Linked DNA regions of Mus musculus: region 2 is linked to region 1. The links are chromatin contacts, called in public HiChIP or PLAC-seq maps. All regions are on one chromosome and are shown on one strand. The core of a region is the stretch at or near the end of the contact, and the rest is flanking DNA. Distances in the headings are between cores, read along the strand shown. Region 1 overlaps Capsl (calcyphosine-like). Region 2 has its middle 72 kb from the start of Prlr.

Evidence for each region. HiChIP or PLAC-seq counts read pairs in DNA pulled down with a chosen protein or histone mark.
Region 2: an H3K27ac HiChIP or PLAC-seq map of embryonic stem cells shows a contact between it and region 1, with 6 times the contacts expected there. The contact joins two enhancer-like sites. A contact is called at or near these places in 1 of 15 datasets of contacts at CTCF or cohesin (large pre-B cells), 5 of 484 Hi-C or Micro-C datasets (bone marrow-derived macrophages and embryonic stem cells), 7 of 115 datasets of contacts at active chromatin or transcription factors (all in embryonic stem cells) and 1 of 9 other capture datasets (embryonic stem cells).

What each region holds. Positions count from the first base shown.
Region 1 is chr15:9,449,617-9,455,526 of GRCm38.p6, reverse strand. The region is part of intron 1 of Capsl (calcyphosine-like); the gene reads right to left. Among named protein-coding and RNA genes, the nearest start is that of Capsl, 17 kb to the right of the region's middle. Within about 2 kb of position 2,461, at least 16 of the 459 cell types and tissues checked have an H3K27ac peak or open chromatin away from gene starts, as enhancers often do. A contact at or near this core is called in embryonic stem cells, where this site is marked.
Region 2 is chr15:10,102,170-10,108,079 of GRCm38.p6, reverse strand. No RefSeq gene overlaps it. Among named protein-coding and RNA genes, the nearest start is that of Prlr, 72 kb to the left of the region's middle. Within about 2 kb of position 2,424, at least 13 of the 459 cell types and tissues checked have an H3K27ac peak or open chromatin away from gene starts, as enhancers often do. A contact at or near this core is called in embryonic stem cells, where this site is marked.

The DNA.
Region 1 (5,910 bases), core at 1,212-3,711:
ATCCAAAAGACCCTTTGAGCACAACATATGTCAGGTTGGACTTGGCCTACAAAGGAGTCCTTTCTGACGCATGTGACCACAGCACCACCATGTGTTGGCTCAGCATATGTACAGTTCTCTCATCAGAGGCACAGTTCTGTCCATGTCTTCTATGGATGTCTGAGAGATTCATTACCTCTAACCAGTTTGCTAGGTGTGGGGCAACGGAGGACACAGATGGCCTGGAATCCCCCTCTAGTTCCATGACCGAGCTATCCAAGGACGCAGATATCACAGCCCAGCACACGGACTTTCTGAGGTGTCACAATGCCTACATTTTACTCATAATAGAAGGTAAAAGTTATCAAGGCTAGAGCTATGAGACTCTGACAAGGCAGAGCACCATATATTTTAGACGATTGCTGTACCACATGCTTTGGACAAAGCAGAAGAGTAAATAACATAAGTGGACCAATCTTTATTTTCATTCCCTTTGTATGTGTCCATGGACATGTATGTCACATGTGTAAGGGTACACAAGGAGGACAGGAGAGAGCTGGACGCTCTGAATCTGGTTGTGGGTAGGTTTGAGCTGCCTGACATGAGTGTTGAGATCTGACCTAGGGTCTTCTGGAAGGGCAGCAAGTGGTCTGAACTGCTGAACCAAACCATGGAAGGCTGGTGGAGACTGAAAGGAAGTGTTGGAAGGAGAGATGGGGAAAGTATAAAACCAGCCAGGTAACTGACTTCCAATTCAAAGGAGCTTAGGATGAGACTAAGGGATGAAGGTGGACTACAGTGCTTACAAAAAGGAAAGAACAGTGATGTAGAGAACCCTGTGGGTGAATTGAAGAGAAGGTACAGAAGATAAGGTGTGCGACCAAGTGGAGCCTGGTGCATCCAATATGACAGCTGGACCCTTTGGACAGTGATGAATTCATTTAAAATGGCAAGTGACTGAACTGGGAGTTTGAGGGGAAGGGAAGACTAGGGTTACAAAGCTGTTGATTGCCTCTACCTCTCCCTACCCTCGCCCAGCTACACACACAATGGCAAGTGAAGGGGATATCCACAGAGCAGCAGAAGGCAGTGACTGGGAGATCTGGAACAGAGGCTGAGTGGAGTAGCCAGCCACAAAGGAGACTGGTGCACTGGGGCCAAGCTGGCTTGCTCACTCCATCGCTCTTTTGTACAGTTGGCTGCTGCCCCTGACAGAGTTCTCAGCCAGGATTTCCAGCGTTCTTGTCGGATGAGATGTGGAAAGTTGCAATTGCAGGGATCTGCTTCTGAGAGCATGTCTTTTTCTTGTTTTCTTTTCTTTCTTTCTTTTTTTTTTTTTTTTACAATAAAGATAAATTTATTTTGACTATCACGTGAAAAGAGAAAAGAATGATATGTGTCATAAGGAATTTTTTAAACATACAGAAAGATAGATGGACAAATGAATAGATGAATGGATAATAGATAGATAGATAGATAGATAGATAGATAGATAGATAGATAGATAGATAGATAGATAAAAGAGACAGAGACAAATGTGTCTTCCTTTTATCTTTACTATTTTCCTGCTCAAGAAAGCAAACATGTGTCCTTTCCTATAACCTCAGATTTTTTTCTTTTATTTAAAGTTCATGATTCTTATTAGTCTTCCTTCTCCAAACTTCACACACAAGTTTATCAAGTCTATTCTGCATTAATCTTCCTTCCTTCCTTCCTTCCTTCCTTCCTTCCTTCCTTCCTTTCTTCCTTCCTTTCTTCCTTTCTTCTTAAAGGTTCTGTTTAGGCTTACCTGTAGGGAATAAAGATTCAATAAGGCCCCACCTGCACTTCTCCACTCCATTGGGTTGTCTTAGTACTACCTGGTGGCTGCAAACTGAATTATCCCTCCCTCTTCCCTCCTCCCTCCCTCCTTCTTCCCTCCCTCCTCTCTCCTTCCTCCCTCCCTCCTTCCTTCCTTCTCCCTCCCTCTGTGGGTCCCCATGGCCTTGGGTGAAGACAGAATGACATGGCTCCTGCCCCTGGGACACGGCCAATATACTTGGGCCTCCACAAGTGTCTGTGACTGCCAAGAGCATAAGGCTTGTTTGTATATGTTGTACATATTTTCAGGGTCCTCCAAGGAATGTCCTCCCAGTTAATGTTAATGACTTCATGGCACTTAGAGATAGCAGGGGTCCTGAAGATGAAGGTGTGTCTAATGTCTCAGCAAAATGGTAAAAGCTCGGACCTCCAGGACAGCCCTTAATATATATAGTATTTGAAACATATATAATTTTTCAATTATGCAAAAATGTTAGGATGCAATATAAATTGTATAAGGAACAGATGCAGCAACACTATGAACTGGCTTGGCAGAAAGATACAAAGTCAGGCAGATACAAATGCAGGCCAATTCTTGAGTTCAAGGTCAGCCTGGGACAGAGGGAACTTAGGCACAGGTGTGGTAGAAATGGTAATTTCAGGACAAGGTCCCACCCAGCAAAGTTTACAAAGGCAGGGAGCTCTCTGAATTCTTTTACAATGTTTTAAAATAAAAATGTGCTCGCTGTCTCCAACAGAGCCTGGGGTCAGAGGGTGCTGATTCATAGGATAATCAAAGGTGAACCTGGAGTAAATGCCTGGATTGATATGTAAAATAAAAGGCTGGCTTCTGTTCTGCAAGAGATGAGCTATTGGCAGAGAAAATTTTTAGATTAGCAAGAAAGAACTGCTTGGAGAACTGTCTCAAGCAGAACCTAGAGGGCTGTCGAGAGATCTCCAGAGAAAGTAGAACAGAGAGAACAAGCTGGAAAGCTTTCTCCAGCAGAGCACAGGCCACCAGCTTAGACCCACAAATTGTTTCGCAGTTCCCAGACACCAATTCCTCAGAATCCTTCTCCAAGCCAAGGCTGGTCCTTGGCATCTCTTCCTCCTTCTCTCCCTCTCTACATAGCAAAGAACCTGTAAACACAATAGTAGACACAGTCACTGAAGTGCAATCTCTAGTATATTTTCCCACATGTCACAAAACACCAAATTCTTCCACGTCCAGTTTATTACTAATTCCAAAAAAAAAAAAGGTGTCTTTTTGGGTGCTCAAAAATGAAAACGTGCCCTTGGTTTCCCTAACTAGAGGTCAAGGAAACTGAAGAAGTGTTGGTCTGCTCAAATAAAATTGAGAAAAAGGAGTCAATCTGTGAAGATGCAGAGGGTAGAGGGTAGACTTATAACAGAAGACCCAGCAAAGGACATGCAGGGGCAGGGCTAGGGAATATACATCAAGGAGGGAAATGTCTACTCTCCTGACTGGTGGGGATGTGTACCACAGTGATGGGCTCAGTCATTTAGTTTCTGCCATGTTCCTTTGTCCCTAGTGCCTGAGACACAGGGAATGTGTACTACCAGAAAACCACTGGGTGGCAGTCTCATGAGCCCAGCCCTGTAAGTGCCATTTTGGGCATTTCTGTAGTTGTTAAGCATCCATGCCATCACATTAGACTATTTCAAAAACAAATGACCTAGTATTGCTGTAATAGTTCTGCAGCTTTAAAACATTGCCCCGTAAGAGTAGAATAGAGTAGGAAAGCAATCTACAAAGCAGGTGGCTACTGGTTAAGACAGAAGGGCTTTTAAGCGATTCTGGGGAGGTCGGGGAGAAGCAAGCTGGCTTTCTCTCCAGATCCTCTCCTAGCTCTGTTCACTCATACTTCACCCTGAGGAATGTGACCACGACTTTTGTTGCCTTTATATCCATTTCCAGTACAGGTTTGTTTTGCTTTTTTTTTGTTTGTTTTAACATTTTATTGATTTTTCATGAGTTTTTCATTAATGTGACCCACACATTAATGCAGACCCCTGCTGATGCTGATACATCCCAATTCCACTCACCTCCCCAACCCTTTGTATCTGCCCTCTGCCCTTACAATCACCCCACAAGAAGAAAATAATGACATCTCCTATGTAGTATGCCACAGTGTGTCCCACAGTATACTATTGTGTCCATACTTCTTTACTTGCAAATGTTCATTGCAATGACTTATTGGTCTTTTAAGCCCCAGACTTCAGCCATACTGGATCTTCACCTGGACTCCTCTCAGATATTCTGTTGTTGCCCTGTGTCATGATGGAGAACCTGCAGCTTTGGATCTATACCAACATGTGAAGGTGAGCTCTCCAGCACTGCTCTCTGTGGCTTACCCGGTACCTCTGCTGGCAAGGGGTCTCAGGTTTAACAAATGGCATCTCTCCTTCTGACTGTCTAGGCCCAGTGCTTGTTCTAAATCCTATTCTATACGATCCTTATACCTGCTACTGGTCTCTTCAGCTTTCTTCCCCTTTCCTCCCTCCTAATAAAATGCCACAGACTGGATAATTTACAAAGAAATAAATTCATTTCCTAGAGTTCTAGAGGATAGACGGCCAAGAGCAATGTGCTAAAGTTTAGTGACTGGTGAGACTCTCCCTGTTCTTTCAGTGTGGTGCTATGAACTCTATATTCTTCAGAAGTGTTTTCTTTATTCTTTCTATTAATACCAGGGTGAAAATTAAGTACTACTCTTCATGTTTGTGATGGAACATACTTGAAAAAGATTTCTTAAGTTATCATTGTCTCAGGGACTCTATGGCTGTGAGAAAACACCATGGCCAAAGCAATGGGGGAAAATTTGTCTTTTCACCCACAGCACAGCCCATCACTGAGGGAAGTCAGGGCAGAAATTAAGACAGGGCAGAAACCTGGATACAGAAACTGATGCAGAGGCTATGAAGGAGTGTTGCTTTGGCTTGCTCTTTATGGCTTGGTCAGCCTACTTTCGTATAGCACCTAGGACCACCAGCCGAGGATGGCACTGCCCAGAGTATCAACCATCAATCAAGAGAATGCACCAAGGCCTGGCTCATAGGCCAATCAAGTGAATTCATTTTTTCAACTGAGCTTCCTTCTTCTAAATGGACTCTAGATTGTGTTAACTGGACACAAAACTAGCCAGCATAATCATCATTATAAAATATCTACTTCATAACTTCATTTTATTTTTATTATTTTTTAAATTCATTCAACTTGGCTGAGGACTCCTAATGCAAGGACAGGGAGTAATGTCTAAGGAGTACATAGGGTCTAGAGCACAATGTGTAAGGAATCACTCCATTTTCAAGACCACAAAAATCAACCCTACATTTGTCTACCACTAAGAAGAGAGATAATGAGTATCTATCTCTTTAACTCTTGTGCCATGCACTTCCCTTGTCTCACCTTGGTCTTCATCCTGCACTCAACATGCTTATTTGAATATCTAGCCTGTGCTACTCAGTAACAATGTAGGAAACACTCAGTGACCTTTGCATGCTTAGGGAAAGTTTCAACTCTGCAGTTTGAAGTACAACTGACTTTGTTGACACTGGAAACTGATTAGCCACCACTCCATGTCCCTCTTCCTTTCATATAATAGGGTAGAGACATGGGCTCATATCTACAACACCTTAGAACACTAATATCATAGAGCTGTTTCACCAGTGTCCACAACTGCCTGACTCCAGGGTACTGTCACACGATTTGTATTGCTTGTTTAATCGGTTGATGGTCAGGTCTTCTGAGGTTTGCACCCAAAGTATTCATGTTTGACATAACTGGCAAATACTTATTCCCACAGTGACTTTATTTAAGTTGTTTCTAGATATTGATTGCGATTCTGGGTAAAACGGCTATGCAGACTATGAAGATAAACTGTTCTCTCTAAGAATTAGGCTGAGGCAGGGGTGGGTTTGGGTACTGCTCCATTATAAACCTCTTCTTGCAACAGAATGTTACATATCAGCCTCTTTAAGATTTTTGACCATGGGAGAGAAAGAAGTCTGTTTAGCATGCCACTTGAGGGCTCCTGTGACTTACACTTGAAGTGAAAATCCAGGCTTCATCAAACAGAGCTTGCACTCAGATCCTGTCACACTGAGCTC
Region 2 (5,910 bases), core at 1,175-3,674, 650 kb before region 1:
CAGAATTTATGATATGAATGCGACTAGAGACAATTATATTAAGAGAATTAGGTCAGACTCAGAAAGACAAATATCATATTTTATTTTTTCTCTCATTTGTGGACCATACATTCTCTCTCTATGCACACACACACACACACACACACACACACACACACACATTTTTAAAGCTTAAAATATACTTAAAATCACAAAAGACAAGAAAGGGTTTTAAAAGCATTTCATTGCTGCTTCTGTTATGATTGTACCTGTGAACTGCTCTGCCACGTCCTTCCTACCAGGATGAACTGACTGAGTCAAAGGAAACCCATTCTATGTTATTCTATGTAAAGTTGCTTCTGCGAGGTGTTGTGCTAGATGTGATGCAGAGGTAATTAAGCTCCAGTATATATGAAGTGAAAGGGTCTTTCCTTGACATAGCTATTAAGAGAAACACTTTCCAATATTAATGATTAACATGTTGATAATTGTGCTTTTTTATATAAGTGGGGATCTTTTAACTGCTTTGTTTGTATCAGTTTGCCTAGAGGTTCTCTAATGAAATGTGGCCTGGGTGCTTGAATGTTATAAATCGATTTTCATTCCATTCTATAGGCTGTGAGTTTAATGGTCACTTCCCAGAAGCATCCTTGTGCCTGTGTAAGTTGTAAACTCTCCCGAGGCTGGCAGTCACACTGGAAAAGGAGGCACCCTAAAGACTGCATCTTAACCTAGTTAGTCGTTTGGAACCCTTCTTTCCCACGTAGTTTACCCTATAGCACGGGTTAATAATACATCAGATGAGATTTTTTAGGCTTATTGATTGAAGAGAGAGGTATACAAGTATGAGGAGGGGTAGGGAAGGAATCCAATAAAATGAGTTTTCACTTCCCGAGACCTGCTATAAGAGAGCCAGAACTGTGAGTTGTCACTGAACTAATAGAAGCTGGGCTCACAAGCTCTGAACTGCACCACCCAGCAGGGAGCAAACAGCCTGGCCAGCCAGCCTCTCTCCAACACTCAAGTTTCTTGTTCACAGTGACCAAGTTCATCATGCAGCTGCAGTAGGGGCCCTAAGCTGTTCTGTCCTATGGCCTTGACATCCAGAGCCCAGATCAAGGCAAGAGCGGACCGAAAAAATAATGAGCTAGCTTTCCTCCAGTTCCCAGTGTGATAAAAGGCTGTTAGGAATGGATTTTCATTCTGCCCTGTTCTTCTGCTACATCTGTAGAAAAACAAACATGTTTTGTACTTAGTAGTACATTACAGATAATAGTTTTGTGAGGTAAATCCATATAACATTCTTTGCTTAAGTTTTCCATCTTTATTCATTAAATTAGACTTATAGTTTTATCTCTTGAGTGTGATGGTGTGATGGTGAACTTAGGTTGGCTGTATTACATAATTTTGTCAACTTTCTTTTTTTTCTCTCCATTTGTCATTGGTAAAAACTTGTACAAAACCTAGAGAGAAAAAAAAGCCTCTGGCATTTGGCAGAGGAGATCAGTAGCCCGAGTAATTTTGGGAAGTTTTTATCTACTAATTTAATTTTTTAAAGGTTATAAAAATGTTTCTTTTAAAATATAAAATTTACTATTCTTTAAAAATAAACTAGAATTTACCCATCCTGGGTAATTCAGACTTTTGGAAGGTTCACCTTCTGATTTTGTTGATCCTACGGTGTCACCGCTGACGACCATCCTGCCTCATCACTAATTTCTGCATTGATCTGGAATTATTTCTTTTGTTTTCTTTTGGTTTTGCAGCAGCTAGAGGACATTGAAAGAACGCCCATTTGTGGGTGCCAGAACCCAACTGGTACTTGTAAGATCTCCATTTGTGAGTGTTGGAACCCTACTTAATGTATCTACAACAGAACCCCTGTGCCGCAGACCCTCTGGATCCCTTTGTCTGTGTGGAATGGGTCCCTGGGGCAGGTGGGCAAAGCGTCGGCGGTTGACAGACAGATGCACACAGGAGAGGTTGTGTAGAATCTGAATGTATTTGTCAGGTCGAGCATCAAACTTTTTATACCAAAGAAATAACAAGAAACCAGGCAAAATACAATCCACCAAGTTACAGTGACACAATACATCAAAAGAAGGTGGGGACCAGGCTGCTGCCGCAAAAGAAAGGAGCCAGGTGTAAACTAGTCTATTGTAAAACCCACCACCAGGGGTTCTGCACTAGCAGACCTTATCATGAATACTGCAATACCCCAACACCCTATTTCCTGGGTCTACAGAAGAATATACCAACTTGCTTCTAATGTGAAGCTTTATACCTAGCTGTAGAGAAGATCTCTGTCTCAGTGGGATTCTCTAGCTCTATTGTTCCCTCGTTTGGGTGAGAATTGCTACTGTCCTTGGTAAATATTTTGTAGACCAGCTCTGAGCTACTGTCTTTGTAATGCTTAATTAGTAACTGAATAGGTAACTTCCTTTCTGCAGTCCTGCCGGATTTCAAGTTCAGATTTCAAGCTTTCAGGCTTCTGGGACCTAGGAACACTATAACAGAATTTAATCTTAAAAGGCATTTATAATAAAATATTAAAAGAGAGCTCGTAGATCCATACACCAGACTAACACGGGAATAGAGTATGAGTATGAGAACGCCAAAACTCCAGGAGGTGAGCTTCCTTGAAACTCTCTGCCTCGTGGGTGGCTTTTAGGCTACACAGCCTGTCAAGCTGACTCGACTGGAGTGCGTGGAACCCCTCCGTCCGGGATTCAGGGAACATCATGGAAACAAAAGAGTATAAGAACCAGAGGACCAGAATGACTGCGGAGAGGTCCTTTCTCCTGGTGTTTGTTTGTTTGTATTTGTTTTTGTTGTTGTTTTGGTTTTGTTTTTTTTTGTTTGTTTGTTTCTTGTTATTGGTTTTATTGTTGTTTTATTTGCTTTGTTTGTTCCTTTATTTGTATTAAAATTATCAGTAAGATGTTTTTAAGTCATTAATTCTGAGGCTTCATCTTGAATATCAAGTTCTAAACACATCTTGGTGTGTGTGACCTATTAAAAATAATTTTGTTCTTATTTGCATTTAGACTCCACCCTGAACACTTTTAGATGAATTGAATGGAATTCTGTTTTATTTTTGTTTTCATTTCATTCAATTGACTTTTAACTGAGAATTTCACATGTGTACACTGTATTTACAGCATTTCCATTTCCCTGTTTCCCAATCCAACTCCCTTTGTCTTCCCCATCCTTTTTTATAATCTATGACATTTTTTAGTACAAACTTTATTATATATATATAAATATTGGGTCCCATTAGTGTTGCCTGTATGTGCATGTGTTAAGAGCTGATCAGTTTGAATAGATGATCTATAGGACAGCGTTGTCTGTGGTGAAAACTCATTCTCCTCACCTCAGCAGCCATTGAGTGCCTGATGCAGGTCAGCATTCATGGTGTTTCCCCATCCACATTGGTATGTCAACTGCTGTCATTGTTCAGTTTTGAGCAGGCAGCTGTATTATTGAGGATTCATTGCTATAGCATTCCTAACCTGTCTTGAAGACATAATCTGCAGTAGGCAAATCCTAGTCCTCCAGCTCTTACAATTTTTCTGGGTCATCTTCTATTGTGCTCCTGAAGTGTAAAGATTATATTATAGATATATCAGTTGGGATCAGTTGTGGCTCTCTTAGGAGCCTTTGTCACAAAAAGAAGCATCTTTGATGAGGGGCGGGAGCTGCACTCACTTGTGAGTAGGGAGGTAAATATTTAGAATATAGCTGGAAGTAATGGCAATTTAGAAAAAATGTCAGTAGTGTGTTCCACTCTATGATGTCTCTAGCCACAGGCTCTTGACTGAGTTCACAGTACCAGGAACAAGTTCCCTGTTACTGAGTGAATCTTACGTTCAGGTAGGCAGCTGTTGGTTGCCCCAGAGATATTAATGCTGTTATTATATCATTGAAATATCTTGGTTAAGTGATCACTGTTGTTTCACTAGTTTTAGAGTTGGGTAGGAGAAAAGTTAATCTCTTGGCTGGCTGCATGTAATCTTGCAATGCTATGAGAGCTAGTCAGCAGGGATGCTTCCATATCAATTCTTCCAAGTCCTATGTCATGTGTTGTGTCTTATCATAGTTCCCAGAAGCAACCAGAGAAAATGGCAATATCCTTCATTGGTTTTGGGGTGTCTCTTGGTTCTCTTATGACAAACAGCTGGAAGGGAGGTCTCTCTTTGACTGGAACTTGGTACTTTGGTTAGACAGTCTGTCTTAGTTACTTTTATTGCTGTTATGAGCCACCATGACCAAGGATAATTATGAAAGCAAGCATCTGATTGGGGGCTCAATTAGTTTTAGAGAGAAAGTCTGTGAGCATCATGGCAGAAAGCATGGCAGCACGCAGACAGGCATGGCTCTGGAACAGTAGCTAGTAACAGCTTACATCCTTAAGAGCAAGTTGCATCACACACACACACACACACACACACACACACACAGAGAGAGAGAGAGAGAGAGAGAGAGAGAGAGAGAGAGAGAGAGAGAGAGAGAGTCTGGGCCTGACTTCCTGACCTGGCATGGCATGGGATCTTAAAACCACAGGGCCCACACCCTCCTCTAGACACACTTCCTCTATTGTAATCTTTCTTAAAACAGTTCCACCAACTAGGGACCAAGCATTCAAGTACACCAGCCTATGGGGGTTATTCTCACTCGAAATGTGTAGTAGTAACTCAATTTAAACTATGAATATAGACATAACCACACACACATATTTTTTAAAGGAGACATAGAAAATAGTTTTCCTTTTTTTTTTCAGACACCCTTAATGTGCTATCTGTCCTCTATCCCTCTCCCTTTTTATTTTCCTTTCCCTCCCAAGATAAGTCCCCTTTCCATTTTGTTCTTTCCCTCTTCAAGCGTCCTATAAGCCCCTCTCTAAATCTCCTTCTTCCCCCTTCCTCCGTGGCCCCTTGTTACTTTCCTGGCTTCTTGGTAAAGAAGCTAAAGAACCAGAACCATGAGACACAGATCAGAGAATGGGGCTTGTCTTTCTGGATTGGGGTTGCCTTCCTGAGAAGTTTCCAGTTTTACCCAATTGCTGTCATTTGTTTTTGAGCTGAATAGAATTCCACTGTGTATATATGACATATTTTCACTATCCATTCATCATTTGATAGACATCTAGGCTGCTTCTTTTTCTTACCTATTGTGAATAGGGAGACAATAAAATGGCTTAAAATGCATCCATGTAGAAGAAGATCTATTTGGCTTATAAGTGAAGAAGTGGTGTAGCTGGGTCCTATAGTAGATAGCTTTTTGAGCGTTCTTCACAATGATTTTCATAGTGACTGCACTACCTTGTAATTCTACCAACAGTGAATGATTTTCCTCCACTGAATTCTCTCCAGCCTTTGTTGTTTGTTGTAGCCTTACCTTAAACATTCTAACCAGGGTAGGATGAAAGAAATCTCAAGCTGGTTTTCACTAGCACTTCCCTGATTGTAAGGATGGTGAACACCTTCCTTCTCACTTTTTCTGTTTTATTCATAGCACTTTTTTTTTTCATTTTTCTTCCTTCCTTCCTTCCTTCCTTCCTTCCTTCCTTCCTTCCTTCCTTCTTTCTTTCCTTCCTTCCTTTTTTGGGGGAGGGGATTGGGTCATTTGTCATTTGTTGATGTTTTTATTCCCCCCACCCCCAATATACCTTTTTTAGTTACCTCTAGAACTTCTGGTAATGATATGTGCGTATATATCTGTGAAAGTGGTCATGTGATACAAAACTTTATTTCAGATGGTCACTTTTTGTGGCCACTGTGTATGCCAGGCTAGCAGAAACATGTGGTCTCAGCTTCCCACGTCACTCCTATACCTGACTTTCACATGACTTATGAGAATTTGAACATAGCTCCGGATGACTTTGTGGTAAAGACTTTACCCACTGAGCCATCATCAGTCCAGGCCCTTAAA